2 separate regions of the Cricetulus griseus genome follow, and region 1 is linked to region 2. A link is a contact called in public Hi-C data. All regions are on one chromosome and are shown on one strand. The core of a region is the stretch at or near the end of the contact, and the rest is flanking DNA. Distances in the headings are between cores, read along the strand shown. Region 1 has its middle 13 kb from the start of Ifrd1. Region 2 overlaps Dock4 (dedicator of cytokinesis protein 4).

Region 1 (3,014 bases), core at 53-2,552, 530 kb after region 2:
GCCAGAGAGCAGGGGGACAGCAAGAAGCCAGAGTCCCAACTCATTCTTCAGGGACAGGCCATCTAGTACCTTATTTTGTTCCACACAGCCCACTTTAAATAAAGTCTCCGCCATTTTCAGGTGCTGCCATCATCTGGGGCTGAACCTCCAACAGTTGGGCCTGTGGGAACTCAGGAGCCTTGAATAAAGACTAAAATGATGAAAGAGAATCCTACGTGGTCTGTTTAGATCTGATAAACTGTCTGCTTTCTCTCGGGCCAGTCTTACCAGGTGCTGCATGCCACATTCCTGCCATCTGTGTCTGCATCTATCTCTCTTCCTCCAAACGAGCTCCCAGGGAAGGAAGCAAAGCTGTTAGACATGCAACGTCGGTCTACTTTCTCCTCCGCCACCTTTGAGTTCTAGTTTCATAAGTGAGAAATCATTCGCTTCCTGGCACTGGACCTTTCTAGAGAGAGAACATTCCCCCAGAAAAAAAAAAAGAGAGAGAGATTTTTTTTCCCCATTAGGCCATCTGGTAACCATTCTCATTAAAAGATAGAAGAAATCCTTTGGAAACAAAGGGACCCAATATAATGTCCTCTAATGCTCATAGGTGGCAGGTGTGCCCCTGGATGCGTGCAACACAACTGCCACCAACAAGTCACAGCTCTCAAAACAAACCCCTAAACCTCTTTCAGACTCAGCAGCACCTCCACCCATGTTCTTTCCTCAGAATTCCAAATCTTTAGCCTTTTGCAAATTTTGTATTACTTTTGGGCCATGTGCTTCTGAGGGTGATGCCCCTAGCATGAACCTCTAGTGTGATGTGACACAGCCAAGAAAGAAGTGATGATTAGTGAGGCAGACAATCCTACCCAAGATGCTTCTGGAGGTAACCTAGATTATACACACTACCCGGCCATCTTAGGGTGATTAGGATGTCCAAGCTGTCATTTTAATCCTTCTTGCTTTGAAGTTTCAGGGAGAACTTGATAGCACCCCACTATAACCCTATGATTGTAATTTAAAAGCTTGTCTCTCTCACCCAAACTCCTACTCAAGAGTCAAGATTTCCCAGGCTAGAAATCAACGCTGTAATCACCAACAGACTTATTTACATAGGCTCTGCATATTCAAAGTAAAGTAGCTGCTTATGAAATGAGTGGCTTCAGACATGTCATGTAGGATTTCCTTCTCTTGCCCTACGGCCATTCTTAGCACGTAACATCTGTTTCTGGTCTCTTGCTGCCCTTACAGCTAATCCCATCTCTGCTTTGCACCCAACTCAAGCCTGACCTCATGTCACCAGACAGCAGTACAGAGGGAAGTTGTGATGATCTAGATGACTCGTCAACTTGATGGGCTCTAGAATCACCCTGAACACAAATATGTGGGCATGACTGTGCAGAATTTTCTAGACTAGGCTAATTCAAGCAGGAAAACCTGTTCTAAATATGGATGGCACAACACCATAGGCTGCAGCCCTAGACTGTAAGGAGAAAGCTAGCCGAGCACCAGAGCTCCTCTTTCTGCTTCCCAAATCCGGATGCAGTTTGATTATCTGCTTCCTGCTGCTGTCTCCCTGCTATCCCTGCAAGGACGATATGTATCTCAAACTGGGAACCAGCATAGGCCCTTCCTACACAGAGCTGATAAGTTGCTACACACAATACACACACACACAAAGCTGATACACACATTAGGGAGCCTCTTTATCTACCCAGGATGGGATTCTGTATATGCTGGGCAGTCAAGGGAACAGGCCCTTCTCAAGGGCTCCCAGCTGAAAGGAAACTACTCCAGTGGCTGAGTTTTGAGCGTCGACAGCACACAGCATTTCTGTTTGTGATGGTAGATTTGTTGAATGTGTTTTAGAGACAGATATGAATTTTTATGGAAATCAAGAATACAACACTAGCGGATGGACCAGCACTAGTTCCTGCATTGTCTGCATCCTTAAATACTGTGTTTAGGGTGGGGACGTGGGCCTGTTCTTTTCTGGATCTTTCTGTTCACCAAATGTTCCCTCTTAGAAAGTGTCTTAGCTCAATAGAAACAAAACCTTCCTACTTGAAAGGAAATTATTTCTAAGTTTCCTACTGGTGCCTTAGGAATTGGGTTTGAAACCCTGCAGCTCCTGCTTCCATAATTCTGGGCTACAATAGGTTACCTATGCTTTGGTTGAAAATCCTGCCTAACCTGGAGAAACCTTCGTTGTCTCATTGCTAGCTATGAAAGCCAAGCGGTATCCTCTGTTGTGTTTTCTGGGGGTTTATTTCTATGGTGGAGAAGACTGTGAGAGAAGGTCACCTTCTCATGCCTGTCTTCCCATCTAACATGAGGCATAACAGCTGTGTTCTGTGAAATAAGCAACTTCCCAAACAACGGCTCTTACTCATCATTAAGAGTTTCACAGGGAGGTTTAAATTTTAAAAAGAAAAACACTCCCTTTATAGTTAAAAATGGGTTAACCAAACCTGCAGACCACTCATTTTCGCATGTGGTATTATTATGTAATCCAAGAGGTAGGACGGCACAGCCTAATGACTTACAGAGATTATAAGAATTTCTGCACAGGTTGAAGATTTTCTAATGAGTTACAAAATGAGTTTCCCTCACAGCGGGAAACCTGTCCTTTAATCCTGAATGCATTGTTTAAAAAGTTATTTTTTAAGCCCCGTTACTTTGTGCTCAATACTTTTGACATTTTATCGGCATGCAATTAAAGATCTTTTGTTTAAAGTTCTGCTCTAAAGTCTTGAGCAGATAGAAGCTCAGAGAGAACTATGTTCCTTTCCAGAAAGGAATTCCTTTGACAACTGTGGCAGCCCACGCAGGAGGTGCGAGCAGTGCGGTGCTGCCCTCTGTTGGGCTACTGCAGAAACGCATTCGTGCAAAGCTGGCCCCGGAAAATGTCTCCAATCGCGTCCCTGGGAATAATCTGGTAGTCTGTTAAAACAGAGACTTCTTTTCACAGAATGGAGCAAAACACAACAAGCTAAACAATCGAGGGGAAAGGTGGAGATTAAATT
Region 2 (3,356 bases), core at 111-2,610:
ATGCCAGGTAAACTCTGCACCAAGTAGAGTGATGTTCTCTCCACCCAGAGACTCTGCAAAAACATAACTCAAAGTCACTCTCTATGTTGCCCTTCTTTCCAAGCCCTGAGCTGTGACAAGTCTGCTCGGGGGCTGCTTATTCCTGCAGCCTTTCTTTAGTCCCCACTGGAACACTGGTGAAACAATTGCAATGCTATGCAGTGACAGCCCATTCTAGCTGGAACCTCCTCCCCTGCAGTGCAAATGAGCTCCAGCCAGAATACAACAGCAAGCTGGATGCAGTCTTCTCCACAATGTGACCTTAACCTTTTCACTCCTCAAGGTTTAGCCATTTCCAGCTAGAAGAGGCAATAATAATATGAGCTATCAAGACGAGAGTGACAGCAACCTAAAGGGAGAAAGGACCTTAGGATTACTTGACTTGAACCTTCTGTTTAAGAGGAAGACTTGAAGTTGCAGAGAGACTCTTGACCCACTCAAAAGCCACATGCTAATTACCAGAAGGACTGGCACTGACACCCACCCCCGAGCCTCATCCTTTCCATTGCCATATGCACAGGGCCACACTTTTGGTGATAAGCTAAACTGCTGTAACCCAGGGGCACCTGTGTGCTTCGAGCTGGCCCTCTGACCAGAAACCAGCTCCTCTGGGAGACATGAACACAGCTGCTTTTGGCACCAGCCATTGTACGTGACAAGGTTTTCTTTTATCAATCAGTTTGGGATTTACACATTATCCTAGTTATTTAGTGTGCTACCAAGAGGAACGGAACTTGGCAAAATTCCTGAAATTGCACCATTTATTCAAACCACAGAGGGGTTAAAATGTGGGTGTCCTTCCACCAGTGAAAGAGCTGCTGAGATGACAACGGAAGAGTCCCTGTGATAAGAGCTTGAGGGACCTGCTGATGACAGGCAAGCAGGCAGATAAGAGCTCAGAGGGATGAACAGGATGTTCAGGGTGGACATAGGATGCAGATAGTCATGCCATCGTGGGAGATCAGGGTGGCAGCTTTCTGAGTAGTAGAGAAGTGAGCTGGATTTTACAGAGTGAAGAGTTCACCGGGAGGAGAGTGGGGGCTGCTGTGCAGGCAGAAGGCTGCCCACACAGACATGTAACTGCTTATGAGAGGGTACGGCAACCAATGAAGAGAGAAGGTGGGTGTCGCTGGAGCCAGGAGGGAGGGCAGGTAGGCGGACTGTGGAGAGGACAGGCTTGGGGCAATGGGGTACAGTAGGAGCCCGATTCTGAAGGCTATAAGCATGGGGAAAGGGAGCCTGACCTAACCCTACCCATTCCAGTAAGGTAGCTGTATTAATCATTAATTGCTGGCCAGGTGGAAAAAGCAAAAGAAAGGGAGTTGGAAGACGTGGGTTCCAGTGCTAGGTTAAAGGTCATGGGCATGTGACTCTGTGCAAGCCAACTATAGGACTCCAGTGCCTCCAAAACTGAGGACTGGAAGTTAGTGCAAGGAGAGAGAATTGTATCGTAATTAATTAGATCTTTAGTTGACTTGGTAGGAGGAAAAGAGAATTAGAACTATGCAGAAAGGACTAGATAATGATTTCAGTAATCTCTCAGTGGTGTTTTAGGTCTCTTTACTGTTCAATCCTCAGGGAGAAGAGGCCAGTGGGGCAGGCTGGTGCTGGTTGGTTCTAGTCTATCTTTTGCTCTTTTATCATTCAGCCTTTTGTGATTAGATTTCTGAAGGGATCCACAGTAAATGCACATCAAATGTTTCACAAAAGCCCACTTTTAATTCAGTCTCCCCAGAACTCTGCAAAGCTACCACCACTTCCCCTCTGCCTCTTGGCTGGGAAGAAACCCTGTAGTTAACTACTGGCAGCAGTGGGGACTGGTGAGCAAGGATGTGGGCCTGTGAGAATGCTTGCCCTTTCTGGTTGGGAGCATGTGGAACTAGCCAGGTACACTGGATATGGTGAGGAAAGACAGGCCAGCACAGGCAGAGTCCAAGATGTGCATGTACTCTGGTCCTCATCTCAGAAACGTAATCCTGCTGCTGTAATGAGGACTGGAACAAAGGACAGAGTAAACTCCACAGTACCAACTGTCTGCCTATCCTTTGGCTTTTCTTTACTCGGTGTGTCCTTGATGTTAGAATATATCCACCGTGCTCACAATGGCCCACCATGAATGGACATGAGCTCAAACAAGAGTTTAAAGAATGCTCTAAGCATCCCGGCTGCTGGAACTGCACAGAGAAGCTGACTTCAGGAATGCATCCAAGATCTGCTCAGATTTTCTTGGCAGGGGACCACACATCTTCTTGCCTGGAAAGTGTTCCCCATCAGATGGACACACTGCAGAGGTGGGAACTACTAGGATGAAAGATTTCTAGACCCTTTGTTCCAGTCATGTGACAGTATGCTCAGTCACTATTTACCAAGAGTCAAGAAAGCACACGAGGAGGCAGCATGGTAGAGAGCCTGCCGGGTACCTTGAATTCATTCTCCTTGTCCTTTGTGCCTTTGTGGAATGGCCTGTCATAGCGGAACTTCCAGATGTGATTTACTTTGTAGAAGCTCTTGATGTTGTCAGGAACCCCCTCTCTCTGCAGTACTTCCTGGCTCTCTGGAATGGGAGTCACAGCATAGATCTGCAAATCTAGAGTAAAGTGTTAAGGATGAAACCTGACTTGGCAAACAACAGCAAGGCATTCTGGGTAGCAACCTGGTGTTTCCATTTCAGCTGAAATCATAAAAAAAAAAAAACTGCCCAGGAGATATGAATAATGTACTTCTAAGCATGCCTTGGTCCTAAGCATGCGACTCTGATAGGACATGTGTATGGCATTTCCATAACCGGTGAATTTGCAGATTACTAGTTTAGTGGGGGTGGCTTGGGCATTCAGAACCAGAACAACCTAGTTCTTGTACATGAGATGCCTTTAGTCTGTTCATGGCTCCCAAAATTTATTTATAATGATATGGAAATCCTCATAAGACTATGACCAAAGGCAGTGACCAGAACACCAGCAAGGGCTTGCACTTGCCAAGTATTTCCGTGACCTCAGCCTTCCCTAGCTGTAGCATCCATTCTCCAAACCCAAGTACAGATAAGCAGGGTGTTTGGTTGTACTTCATATTTTACATATTTTATTATACAGTTACTTCCTTCCCAGAGAAACAGAGAAATTTTTTTCTTCTTAAACAATTTCTTATTTCTCTTGCATTTAGGTTTCTGCTTTGAAAGTATGTCCATAACAGTCACTGGGAGTTTCTATGTCCTCTTTAAAACCACAGGTTTAAAACCACATGGCTTTAGAAAGAACTGATGGGTGAATTGTCTTTGTGCTGAAAGCCATAGTACTTCCATTTGACTTGTCTATGTTTAA

Evidence for each region. A called contact is a pair of places that touch in the nucleus more often than the background predicts.
Region 1: a contact with region 2 is called in a Hi-C map of liver, with 4 times the contacts expected there. The contact joins two enhancer-like sites. A contact is called at or near these places in 4 of 8 Hi-C or Micro-C datasets (the CHK-Q cell line, the CHO-K1 cell line and liver).

What each region holds. Positions count from the first base shown.
Region 1 is chr5:161,421,834-161,424,847 of CriGri-PICRH-1.0, forward strand. No RefSeq gene overlaps it. Among named protein-coding and RNA genes, the nearest start is that of Ifrd1, 13 kb to the right of the region's middle. Within about 2 kb of position 1,303, at least 1 of the 6 cell types and tissues checked has open chromatin away from gene starts, as enhancers often do.
Region 2 is chr5:160,890,106-160,893,461 of CriGri-PICRH-1.0, forward strand. Dock4 (dedicator of cytokinesis protein 4) reads right to left here. Exons shown (of 51, transcript XM_027419723.2): 40 at 2,460-2,626; 41 at 1-53. Among named protein-coding and RNA genes, the nearest start is that of Immp2l, 230 kb to the left of the region's middle. Within about 2 kb of position 1,361, at least 1 of the 6 cell types and tissues checked has open chromatin away from gene starts, as enhancers often do.